Linked DNA regions of Mus musculus: region 2 is linked to region 1. The links are chromatin contacts, called in public Hi-C maps. All regions are on one chromosome and are shown on one strand. The core of a region is the stretch at or near the end of the contact, and the rest is flanking DNA. Distances in the headings are between cores, read along the strand shown.

Region 1 (6,566 bases), core at 1,824-4,323:
GCCCTGAGCATACTGCCAGTCTCTGGGAGTCCTGTGTCTAGAAGGCCTCTCTGGCTCTTTCAATCTTTCTACTTTCTCCTCTAAACGGTTCCCTGAGCCCTGAGGGGAAGACTCTGATGGAGACATACATGCATTTAGGTCTCTCTCTGCACATTGTCTTGCTGTGATGCCTGTATTTGTTCCCATCTACTACAGGAGGAAACCCATCTGGTGATGGCTGAGCAAGACACGGATCTATGGGTATAGCAAGATCTATGGGTATAGTAGAAAATAAGAGTAATTTTGTAGCTACATTCCTTTAGCAGAACAGTAGTATTTGCTGTCCCCTAGGTCCTTTCTGGTGTCAGCTCTTGGTCATACAAGCAGTGTCAGGGATAGGGTCCATCTCTTGGAGTGGGCCTGAAATCCAATTAGATAGAGGTGGTCACTCCCACGTGGCATTCCTCTTTTCAATGCCTATGTCTTAGAAAGGAAAAATCCTGTACTGCTCAATTTACCTTTCTAACCCTCACTCCCCACCCCACCCACCCCAGGACATCAATCACATGCTGCTGCCTTTCCTGGCTTCTCTGAGGCAACTTCTACCTACCACTTTCCTCTCACCTCCTCTGGGAAGTTCTCTCAGAGTGAATTGCTCTCTTCTGTGTCTCCCTGGACACTGTGTGTAAACTTTTATTACAGCCATATTACACAGCACTGTTGGCTTTCCTCACCACCTAAACAGACGCAGGATCCCAGCCTCACTTAAACTAGCAAGAGGCCTAGAGCTTTGTCTCTAAAACAAGACAAGCAAAATAAAACAACAACAAAAACCCTTCATCTATAAATTATTTTCTTCATTTAATAAATACATTTTCTTCATTTCAGGAAGTACTTTTGCGTGTGCTACTGAGACTAATGCTTTAAAATTCCAGATTAAATTATAGTTGGAATTCCAGAAGTGACAATGAGCAAACATACTGTGGCAAGTCTAGTAAGAGTGTAGCATAGACATTTTGGCAATATCTCATTTTACATTTTTCTTTAGAGACAGGGTATCAGTATATAGCTCTGGATATCCTGGAACTCACTCTGTAGACCAGGCTAGCCTTGAACTCTGCTTCTACATCCCAAGTGTTTGCATTAAAGATGTGTGCCACTAAACCTGACTATGATTTTAAAACATCTTATATGCTATTTAAAAATATATCTTGACATCTATTGAATAATATCAGGTATCTTTCAAGAACAAGACTGTTTTAGGAAGTACGTATGGTTCTTTCCTCCCCTGAAGCTGAACTGTTTGGGATTAGGCTTTGGGTAGTGGAAGAGCATTTAGGTGCTCAGCAAGGAAATTCAGTTCTCAGCACCAGGAGGCACACATACCAACACCACAGCATTGAAGGCTTTGGGATATTTTGATTGAATATTCAATACTTCATTTAAAAGTGCTAATATCTGATGTGAAGATCAAAATAAAGCAACGGTATGTGTGTTTCCTCTTTGATTTTGTATCTAATAGGTATTACTGTGATGGAGTTTTTAGTCTATTCCAGAGTATTTTCTTCAGATGTGTTCTGAGCTGTGGACCCTCTGAACGACTGACTCTCCCACCAAACTGCTTTTTAAATATTTGTCTCTGTTTCCATTTTCCCATCCACAATGTTTGAGAGTACCCTTTTTATCTTAGCAGCTTGAATACTATCTTTTACTTAAATATTTACGAATATGATGGCAACTGAAATGCTACAACTTGGGTTGCATCTGCTACTGCAGGACATAGGATAAGATCAGAGCTCTTAGATTCAGACTTTTGAGTCAAACATGCCTTTGGGGTTGGCCATGGCTCTGCCATTTCCTAGCCAGGTTATACTGACAACTAACTTTTTTGAAGCTCCCCTTTATTCATTAGCTTCTTTTAATGCCAATAATAGCTTTTACCTTGAGCCCAGGGTTGTTGTAATCATTAAACAAGGCAGTCATGTGAAAGCACTTCACTGTTCTGAACATAAGACCACGAATGAATGCTTCGTTTTCAGTTGCAAAGTGTACCACCGACTTCCGACTTTAGTTTGATTAGTGTACTACTTGGGACTCCCATGACATTTTTACTGTCCCTATCTTTGTTGCACCCGTGGGGAGAGGGTCCACAAGTATTCAGTTGGTGGTCTCAGAGAACCACCTAAACCTGTTTTGGCTACAAAGCACACAGCTGGTTCCCATCCTTGAGGAATTTGCAATCTAAAGACTTCTGAGATTAACCTGGAGTCTCTGGGGGCTTTTTAATTGTTTAGTGAGGTCTCTTGAGGGTGAAGGTGGTAGCTCACTGAGGAGGAAGCTCAGAGAAAGGATCTGCAGAGTCCCTGGAAGAGCTACTGTCTCAGGAAAGGCAAGTCTAAGGCTTCCCTAAAGATGGCGTATTTGTCCTGTAAGAATTACGTACATTCGCGTTATATTTGTATTGACAGTTCGTTTACGAAAGAGGTATTGAGTAAACGGAACGCGGTAGGCAGGTAAGGATTGAACCATTGCTGTGTGTACAAGTGGCACCAAGTGTTACTCTAAATCCCAGCAGAAAGTACTGAGGGCAGGCAGCACCGAGGTAACCCCACCAGAACGCAGCCTCGGTCTCTCTCTCTAGCGAGTGGATACAGTGAGACTATGGTCAGACTGGTAACTTTTTCCAAGTCTAGAATAATTTAGGTTTGGCTGCTCTTTGGGCCCTACTTCCAACTTTTTTTTTCCTTTCTCAGCCTACTCCTTCTAACCGCCAAGGAAGGAGTATCCCTGCTAACAACAAGAACAAAAAACCTGATCGCATTATAGGGTCATACCCACTGGCGTTTTGAGGGAAGTTAAAAACACTGCAAAATTTAAAACCAACCAGCCTTTCTAGCTGGTTAAAAACCTGCACACATTAATGTTCTTTTTGTTGTAAACACTGGGCCCACTTCCCTCTCCTAGCCCGGGATCCTGCAGCCTAGCACCGAACTGCACCCTGGAGCGGCTGCCGAGGGGATCCCCCCTCCTCCCGGGAACAGCTCCACCTCGGGGGCGCTGGAAACGCCCTCCGTGAGTTCCCTGGCACCAGCGGGAGTTTCAAGTTTCCACTCGCGGGGCGGGGGCAGGCGGCGGGCGCGCGGCGAGCTTCGGGCCGCGCGGCTCCGCTTCGTTCACTGCGGGCTTCGGACTCGGGCTGGCCCGCGGCGTCCTCGTCCCGCGGGGAAAGCTTCGCGAAGGCCCCGCAGCGCGTATTCTCCCCCCAACCCCCGGCTGAGGCCCACTCGATTCCGCCCGGGGCGGCCGGGAGACACGCTCGCGGGGTTGGCGCTCGAGCCCCGGCCTCGCCCCGCCACTGGCGGCCCGCGGGAGGAGGGGGCGCAGGGCGGCCCCGCCTTCCCCCCCGAGGAGGCGCCGGGCGGCCATATTGCCGAGCTGTCTGCGGCGGCTGCGGCGCGTCTTCTCTCAGGCGGCTCAGGGCTCGCACCGCCGACTCTCCGCTCGTTCGCCGCCAGCCACGACGCCCCCGCCGAGCCGCGCCTCAGCCAGCCGGCGGCGGGCAGGGAAGGAGCCACTCATTTTCGGGGTAAGCCCTGCTCGGCGCGCTCCCCCGTCCCAGGCCCCGGGGGCCGCTCTCCCCGCCGAGGCGCTGAGGTGGCGGCCAGAAGTTGCCGGGCTGTGGCGCCGCGGCCCGGGGCCTGGCGCGCCTCACAGACGGACTCGCGCCTGGCCGCCCTAGAGGCGCCGTGGTCGTTAACGGCTGAGCCACGCCACTTACCCGGAGTCTCCCGCCGCGCCGTCCGCCGTCGGCCTGGCCGCCCCGTGCGTCGGGCGGTGCGGGTTCCCGCCGCCGTGGACTGGGCCCGGGGCTCGGGTCGGCGCGCCCTCGGGGGCCGCATGGAGCGTAGGTCGCACGCTCTCTCGCAACCCGGGGACGGGGACCGCGAGGCTAGAACTTCTCCCCCGGCCTCCCGTTTGAAAGTCGGGGTGTTGGATTACTAGAGAGCGTGCGGACGCGCGAGCCGCGGAAAGGCCGTCGCGTTGCCGGGTCCCGCCGCGCAAGCCCGCGAGGCCAGGCCCGGGCTCCCGGCCGCCCTTACCTGGGGCTGCAGTCACGGCCCGCGCCCTCCGGGCCCCCCGGCTTGCCCGCACCGCGGAGTCGCCTGGCGCACAGTGAGCAGACCCCACCAGGAAACTCAGCTTTTCTGCCTTTCGGGGCTCCCAAACTCCCATCGCCCAGCCAAGTTTGAAAGGGAGTAGTGCGTTATTTCAGTTGAATAGTCCGTTCCTACACAGATGTTTCTGTAAACGTTGCCAGGATTCTGGGTGGTTTTGTTTTTTTTTCCTCCCTCCCCAGAAGAGTGGTTATTCATTGGAAATGTGTTTTAAGAGGTCAAGTTTATAATTTTTTTTTTTAAAGTACAGTTGAGATTTTGTAAAAAGAGGTGTGAGGGAGATGCCCGGTTGGCTGTGCGGAGGCACCAAGATTTGCATGATGTAAATGTAAAAGCCGAAGATAACAAGGGTTTATGTGATAAAAGAATACTTGGACACTGCAATCTATTGTTGACCGAGCATCTTTTTTTTTTTAATAGAATACTTATAAGACTGTGACGAAGCACAGAATAAACAATTGCCTTGTTCATTTTGCTGCATAAATAATGGCTTAATCTGCTTGCCAAAACTGCCCCATCAGATCTGAAAAGAGAGCCTAATGTTTAGGATTGCGGGCTTTTTTTTAATCTTTAGAATTCTGTCACTTGCACCAGTGTGTACTTTATCTTTCATAATAATAATTTCTTCAAATATGACAAAATGCAGACTCCTTTTCAGATTGTCAGTATGCTGTGAAAAGAACCACAGTGGCTTTCATTGCATAGATCCCTTTGAAAACTGTATTTTGGAACATTACTCGGGTAGTCATTAGGAAGTCTTTAGCTTGTCTGCGTGAGGAGGAGTTGCCCTCTGTGGGCCCTACAAACTCATTTGCTCATCTGTAGCTTCACACGGGAGAGAATGGAGGAGGGGCTCAAGAGATGTTTGTAGAGTAGATTTAATAGATTTTGCTGTGTGGAAAAAACACATGAATCTTAATTTTGTGGGGATTATGATTACCTGGGTAATTACACAGCTTCATTGCAGCATTTCTGTGTAATGGGTGGGGACAACAGGTTTGCTGTCTCCTTCTCTTAGTAGCTGTTAGTAGTTGGGGGTAGGGGGGATGGGAGATAGGTGCACCAACTGAGTTTTGTTCCTTGCTTCACCATTCCCAAGAGCAGAATGTATTTTTATTAACTGGTTTTTAATCTCTGGTGACTGGTTGGAAGACTTATTTTCACTTTTTCAATCTCTTAATATAAAATTATGTGCAGTCTAGTATAGTAGATCTGAAATGTTGAGTGATGATGAGAGTTCAGAGTTTTCACTTAAAACTTAACACACTTTAAATTGAGCCATTTAAAAACAGGGTGGCAAATCTTAACTTTTTTCCCTAAGGACCAGGGCTTTTAAAATATTGTTCCATTGAGGTAGAGAAGGCTGAGCTGTGTTGTTAAAGCATATCTGTAGGGTATAGGCAACAGTTTTCTGTTATTGGTGCAGCCTGGGAGATTAAGTCACTCTTCTTGGATAGCTTGGGTCTCTTATTGCTGCAATCTGGGAAATAGGAAATCACTCTTGAATGACTTGGGCTCCCTGCAAATCAAAAGTTGGCTGGTACTACTCTACCCTGTTGACATCCCGAATTGGGAGCTGGCTTAAGTTGCTGCTCTATAAGGTTATTTTAAGTTTCTAGACCATAGGAGTCACTAGAGGGTGTTCTGGGAAAGCCCTGACTTCAGACTCCAATAGGAAGCTCATCCAGTCTGACCTCAGAGAGTTATTCTTTTCTATCTCTCGTGTGTTTTACAGCTATCCTCTCTGTCGCATTCATTAAGTTTCTATGTGTTTCTTAGTATTTTTATGGATGTATATTTTAAATCATTAAAAATTATAAAAAATCATGTACTACATTGGTAAAGTTATAACACCCAGAAATATGTAAAGTCATAGAGTAAAAGGCTTGTCTTCATGCCCAAAACTCTGCAGTCCTGTCCATGGCCCATTTTTCATAGTAATTGCCTTGTGTATAGAATGTGGCAGGTAGTGTTCCTGCAAGGATGAGCATACCCTATTCTTATCTATGGGTCTCAAGTCTGTTAGTATAAGGTTGTGCTGTAGCAAACCTTGACATGGGATTACTTATATTAAACAGCAAGTATATTATATATTTCAAATTCTCATCATCTCAATGTGTACTGGCTAGTTTTGTGTGTCAATTTGACACAGGTTGGAGTTATCACAGAGAAAGGAGCTTCAGGTGATGAAATGCCTCCATGAGACCCAGCTGTAAGGCATTTTCTCAATTAGTGATCAAGCGGGGAGGGCCCCTTGCTTCCCCTGGCAAGCTGAGCAAGCCAGGGGAATCAAGTCAGTATAGTAGCACCCCTCCATGGCCTCTGCATCAGCTCCTGCCTCCTGACCTGCTTGAGTTCCAGTCCTGACTTCCTCTGGTGATGAACAGAAACATGGAAGTGTAAGCTGGATAA
Region 2 (6,566 bases), core at 1,890-4,389, 210 kb after region 1:
TGATGTTTAAATGAATCGCAACATCACAAGTTGTAATTAAACATTTGCCACAGTAAACTAAAGACTGTCTAGGTGTCCCTTCTGAAGCACAGTTCTGTAAGGACAGAGTGTGATGGTGATCGGTCAGTGGTCTGCAATCCGGACACTTTCTTTTTACAATGGGTAGTCCAACCCCACTCTGAAAGGTGTGTGCACTAGATCTCCTTGCTCTGGCCCTGCCCTTCAGTTGATATTCCCTGCTTTACAGCCATTTCTGCTTTCACTGACACTTTTCATAAAATTCCAAACAGCCCAGTTAAAAATCCCATGGCTTCAGCATAGTAAAGATTGGGGATATTTAATGCATCAGAATAACAAACATTTCTTGATCAATCTTCATATATCAGCACGAGGCACTGACTGGTCGCATAGAAATAACATCACCACCACCAACCAAAAAAACAAGCAAAAAACCCAAAACAAAACAGAATAAAAAAAACTAAATCTGAAAACTCCATCAAACTAAATGATAACAAATGTCAATCTTGGATTCTGATTTTAAATACTACCTAGTAGGAAAATAGACATTAAAATACATAAGCCAGAGATAATGTAATATTTGCTGAGCATGAGGAGGAAACATATGATATTCTGAGAAATTTACAGAGAATGTAATTAAAATTGAGGGTCAGTCAACCTCTCTGAGAAGGAGGTCTAAGTAAGGGAAAATGGAAATTTCAAGTCCAGATGGAGAAAGAAGTAGGGTGAAAGCTTGGGGGTGAGCTTGATTGGACAATACACGGAGAATATGAGTCCTGCTTGGCATATGATCTCCCTCTAGTAGCAGATACTGATCTGGAATCATCAGCTACCAACAAGCTGCCAAGCACGTACTGTGATTAAACACATTGGTCACATCAAACAGAAAGCAGTTGTGAAGCCATCGTTTAGAGATAAGAGACTGATTTACCAATCTTTTCTGCACTTTGAAGTGACTCAGAATAAAGGAGCAAGAACAAAACCGCACAGTCATGCTCACAAGGAACTCGGACTCCGTCACATACTTTACAGAGGAGAGAACAAAGAAGTTGGCTTCCTGTCCAAGGCACAGGTTCTGCTACGTTCCACTCAACACATCAAAGGATGCGCTGGAAGCTGCTTTTCCTTCTGACGTGGAATAGATACTGGTGGCATGCAAGTGTAGGAAGCATTCCCGACATAAAGCATGGTGACCACACTGTTGCCCCCAAATGCTTTTATGTGTTTCTGGGTTGCAAACAGGAGTATCAAAGGGAAACTGACAGTTCTGGCAGAGATGACACCACATTGATTTAAACAAGGCATCCCAGTTTGGGCTTTTCTGACTTGTAAGTGCTTTCATTCTGTATTAGAGTGGAGAAAAGATTTTTCCTTACCATCTGTTGAAACAAAACAAGATGTTCGTGAGCCCTGAGTTATGAACCCTGTTCATACATTAGTTAGCTGGGTCTCTTTAAGGCCTTCATAGGCCTAGGCAACAAACCAGGAACTCTTCATTCAGTGGGGTCAATTGAGATCAGAGCTAGTGTTTGGGCTGTGCAGCCAAGTTTGGGAAAAATTTCAAATGTTTCTGTTTTGTTCTATGTATATCGATGTTTTGCCTGCATGCATGACTGCGTACTATATACATGCAGTACCAGCATTAGATAACTCCTATAATTGGAGTTATCAATGACTGTGTGCCACTATCTGGGTCCTGGGAATCAAACTTGTATCCTCTAGAAGAAGAGCCAGTGCTCTTAATGTGGGGCCATATTTCCAAGCCCTGGGAAACATTTTATATAACCATATTTACACTTTCTCCTTTCAATAATAATCCTCTTTTCCCTGAAAATTAAACAAACACCAAAGAAACATTAAAGAACTCAATTCATGAGCTTTTTTGTGTGCAGGAGGCACACACATGGTGGAGGCCAGAGGAGAACCTCAGGTGTTGTACCTCAGGCACCATCCTCTTCTGGTTTTGAGCCAAGATCTCTCACTGGGCTAGAACTCATCAAATAGGCTAGGCTGACCAGCCAGCGAGCCTTGGAGATCTGCCTGCTTTTATCTTCAGCATTGGGATTACAAAGTATTGTCAATATACCTGGCTTTAAAAAAATATAGATTCTGGGGATCACAATTGAGTCCCTGAGTTTGCAAGGCACATACTTTCCTGACTGCACTATATCCCAAAGCCTTAGGTCATTAGATTTTTTTTAAACAAATTTTTTTAAATAAAAGGAGGATGGAAAACTTTCACTGTTCCAGCCTTATTATTCTGCTTCTCAGGGTTGATGGATAGGTGAGCTTCTCACAGGCAATTTCCTCAGGGTTTGTCTTGCCCTCTCTTCTCCATGGTTCTATAGTGTCTACAGTACATGTGCAATGTTCTGTTCTTTGACAGACCGCATGCTCCAATTGGTGCTTCTGAAAATAGGGTTCTGGTAGCCATTTTCCTTTTTTCCAGTCATCCTCACTGCATTCCGAGTCCATGCCGCTGCAGACCTATAATCTTTCATCTGAAACCCTGGGATCCAGATGTGTTCTGCAATTCCAAGGTATTTTAGAATTTAGATTTTAGAAGGGTAGACTTGGCATACATGGTCTTGTCAGAGTCTCTTCTTTGGAAGAGTACTCTGTAATCAGATGTTTTTGTGTTTCTATGGGAAACATGGGACTACTTCCAGAAGCAAGGTAAATCAAGCCTACAACCAGTCTCATGCCTATTTTGTTCAGATTTTGAAACCAACTAGCATTCCTAGAAACTACATGAGTGAAGAACTCTGAAATCTCAAAGATCACTGCTTTTGGGGCTATAGACAAAGGGTGGCAGACATGGTAGCAAAAGCCTTTAAAATTTGTTCTGCAAATCTGCTTTCCACAGACCTCAATCACACAGCAGCAAGAAGTCAAACCAGGTTTCCACTGCCAGTTGCTTTCTGAGTGTTAATACTTTCCATTCGGTCAGAAATGGAAACCCCAGAAAACCCTAGATATTTTTTTTCTTTTTTTCCTTTCTGTGTTTTTTTTTTTTTTTGTAAACCAAAATAGATAATCAGACACTTACAACCTGTTACCATTGAATGCCAGTGACTCAAGTTCAGAAACCTAAATAGCTGACTGAAACCTTGTGGTCATTTTTGGCCTGTGGTTATCTGGTTATTTTGCTTTCGTCAGCCTTTAGAAAAATTGGCCCCTAGAGTTGTAGATTAGATGGTTTCACAGTTGTGTTGGCTGAATATCATCTATCTGTTAGGCTGGTCTTCCTCAAATCACTGAGGATATGAGCCTGAGGGTTCAAAGTAGGTGGGTGACTACTGGAGGCAGCACTGGTAATTCTATGCGGTCTCATTATTCCAAAGACTAGACAGCTCAAGAGAAGTTGGAGTCATATGTATTCATCTCCTTATTAGGTGAGCTATTCTTTGAGTAGTGGTCCTTACAACATTCAGACTGCTTGCTGTGTGATAAAAAGTGAATCTCCTTTTTTGACAGTTGTCAGTAGAATTTATTTTGGGTAAATTTACTTTGGGAATGATTGGTCTTGACAAAAACGGAAAAAGAAAAGATCTTAATGAGGCACTTGGGAATGAAAAATAAAAATGTCATCAAAGGATTTGGGAATTTTAGGGTGGAACAAACGAAGGGTAGAGACACTGTGCATTTAAGACAATACTGACTATTGGGGGGGGGGTGCAACAAGACAGATGGAAGAATGAAGAATGTGAGAGACCTGCAACGGAATCTATAAAGCAGCATGAGCATTGTTCACTAACGTTTAGTTCATAATGTCTCTAACTTCTGTGACATCTATGTGTGTGTGTGTGTGTGTGTGAGAGAGAGAGAGAGAGAGAGAGAGAGAGAGACTTTGTAGATTGTTTAAAACTGAGCATAGGGACTGAATACTACTTAAGATCATATTGGCAATATGAAATATGCCAAGTGGAGAATCAGATGTCATTTCAAGGAAGAGGGCTCAAGAGAACATGCACCCTGGGTAAACACATCAAAGTTTGCAGAGGAAACTGAATCAGTACCGGGTGGGTTGCAAATGAGAATCAGTCTCTCGTTTGTTTGTTTGTTTGTTTGTTTTTGGGTTTTTTGTTTGTTTGTTTGTTTTGTTTTTTTTTTCGAGACAGGGTTTCTCTGTATAGCCCTGGCTGTCCTGGAACTCACTTTGTAACCAGGCTGGCCTCGAACTCAGAAATCCGCCTGCCTGTGCCTCCCGGAGTGCTGGGATTAAAGGCGTGCGCCACCACTGCCCGGCGGGAATCAGTCTTAACCTGAGTTTTAAGGACATAACCACAGATGTCGCCTACATGATACAGCTAACAGAAGTTACATGTGACATAAGAAGTGTCAAATGACCTTGGTGGGACATCACAGGCACAGGAGAGGCAAAGAGACTCTTGGATAGTTTAGAAACTCTTGATTTGGGATTTGTGATATTATGTAATTCAGTGACTTGGATGACACTTTGTCACTAAAAGCTTATATTTTCTCACAGGTAAAAATGATAAGAGGAAACTGACTACCACTTCTCTTAGCTTGAAAATGGCCCTGAGGATGACTAACACGTCCTAGGAAGGCATCTGACTTTGGAATCTGGAATGTCCCTGTAAAACGTAGGTACCCGTGCTTGTGATCTGCGTGTACCACTCACTAGCAGCAGTATTGCTTTTGGCTATTTATTTACATTTCTAATCTTTAGTTTATTTACAAAGCAGTAGCAAGAGTTCCTATCATTCCAATGGTTTGGAAAGAATGACATATTTTAGTCCAGGTAGGAAAGAAAAAAAAAAAAAAAACCTTTGAAGTATTTGCTACATGTTAGATCCAACTCTTTCAAATCTGAAATTCAATTTGTTTAGTGTTCTTTTTTTTTTTTTTACACTTATGCAAAAGAAAAATTTCCAGTTCTGTTTTAGAGAGTAGTCAAATTTCATACCAAATTGCCCCTGCTGGGAAATAGAAATAACACAAAACAACATTAATTCAGCCTCACATTTTGACAGTTACATGGAATCTAGCAGCATGTATTCAAATCCATATGCTGCTATGGTTACTGATTATAATGTATTAGCCAAAGATGGTTTATTTAAAGAACTGTATGCACAGAGGTGATGTTTTTGCCCCCAGGTTTCTTCATTATTATGTAGTTTCGTATTGTTATGCTTTGATTTCGAAGTCCCACCCCTAGACTCACATGTGGAATGATTGGTCACCAGCTGGGGACAATCTTTTGAAGGTTGTGGAGTCCTTAGAAGGTGCTTGGCTTCTATCAGTAGGTCACTTAGAGTGGACCTTTAGACATTATACACACTCCTGGTTCCAGGCTGCTTCCCTTACACCCCAGTCTGTTACATCATCTGAACTGTCTACCTCATGCCCCCACCACCACAGAGAGGGATATCCTCACCACAATGCTCCATGCTATGATGGGCTGAAGCCTCTGAGAATAAGCTAGAGTAGATCCTTCCTGCCTTGTGTTTCAGACAGAGGAGTGCAGTTGTTGCTATGATCTGATAAGCCGGACCACATGTTTCTTTGCCTTTGGAACTGGTTGCGGGCATGCAGAACACTTTGGAGGAGACACCTGGTAAAGAAGCCAGAGAGCAGTATGAGTAGAGCTTCATTGAAGATGACTGTGTTACTAGGAAGGCAAAGAGCGATGGCCAGGTGCATTTTCTCCCTTTGGAGAACAAGGGCTCCTTCAAGCACTGGGCTAGCATCCAGTAATATTACATTTAGATGAGGAGTCGGGGTGTATTTTGCCCATGCTCTCAAGATTTCAGTAGGTCTAAATTCAAAGGTAAGGGGTTAATTTACTTGGGAGATGACGTTTTAACAAAGCATGACACTCAGGCTTTGATGAGGTTACTGTTCGCTGCCTTTCACTATCTTAACCGCAAGAGTGAACAAAAATCCAGAGCAGATAGATGGATGCAGTTCATCGAAGGGATTGCATTTAAAATGATAGCCAAGAAGGTATCTGTCAACTGGTGAATGGATAATGAAAATATGATACACATAGAAATAGAATATTATTCAGTTGTAAGGTAAAAACAAAATCATAAAAATTTCAGAAAAAATAGATGCACTTGGAAAGTATACTAAGTAAAGTAACCCAAACTCAGAAAGAAAAATCCCGCATATTCTCCCTCATAGGCCAATTCTAGCCTATAATTATATATGTAAACAAGTGTAAGTTTAGACATGTACACATCTTAGAAAGAAGATCAAGAGAAGGTAAGAGGAGATGATGTGGAAAGATGAGTGTAGGCAAAAGGAGAGTAGACTCTAAGAGGATGTAAAGTGTTTCTCCTCTAGTTTCAACTACCTCGTAGTTTTTTCCGTTTTTGCAGCGGATGAGTGAAGAGAAATGTAATTGACAGAGCAAGTGTGAGACCTTAGGTGAAGCCCATTGCTTCAGAATGGCTATTCTAATGTATAGCTATTCACTGAGACTTACAGAGCTTGAGGACTTCCTTAAACTACTTATGTGATTATAAAGGGATTTTAGTGTTAAAAAGTTATAGGCAAAGTAACTATAGTTGTTAAAATGA

Evidence for each region. A called contact is a pair of places that touch in the nucleus more often than the background predicts.
Region 2: a contact with region 1 is called in a Hi-C map of the MNK3 cell line, with 4 times the contacts expected there. The contact joins the enhancer-like site here to the promoter of Rdx in region 1. A contact is called at or near these places in 1 of 484 Hi-C or Micro-C datasets (the MNK3 cell line), 6 of 115 datasets of contacts at active chromatin or transcription factors (bone marrow-derived macrophages, embryonic basal ganglia, embryonic forebrain and 2 more) and 2 of 9 other capture datasets (adipose tissue and liver).

Annotation. Positions count from the first base shown.
Region 1 is chr9:52,044,868-52,051,433 of GRCm38.p6, forward strand. Rdx (radixin) reads left to right here and starts at 3,074. Exons shown (of 14, transcript NM_009041.3): 1 at 3,074-3,565. It also overlaps the pseudogene Gm6981.
Region 2 is chr9:52,258,697-52,265,262 of GRCm38.p6, forward strand. No RefSeq gene overlaps it. Among named protein-coding and RNA genes, the nearest start is that of Gm25562, 29 kb to the right of the region's middle. Within about 2 kb of position 3,140, at least 5 of the 459 cell types and tissues checked have an H3K27ac peak or open chromatin away from gene starts, as enhancers often do. A contact at or near this core is called in the MNK3 cell line, where this site is marked.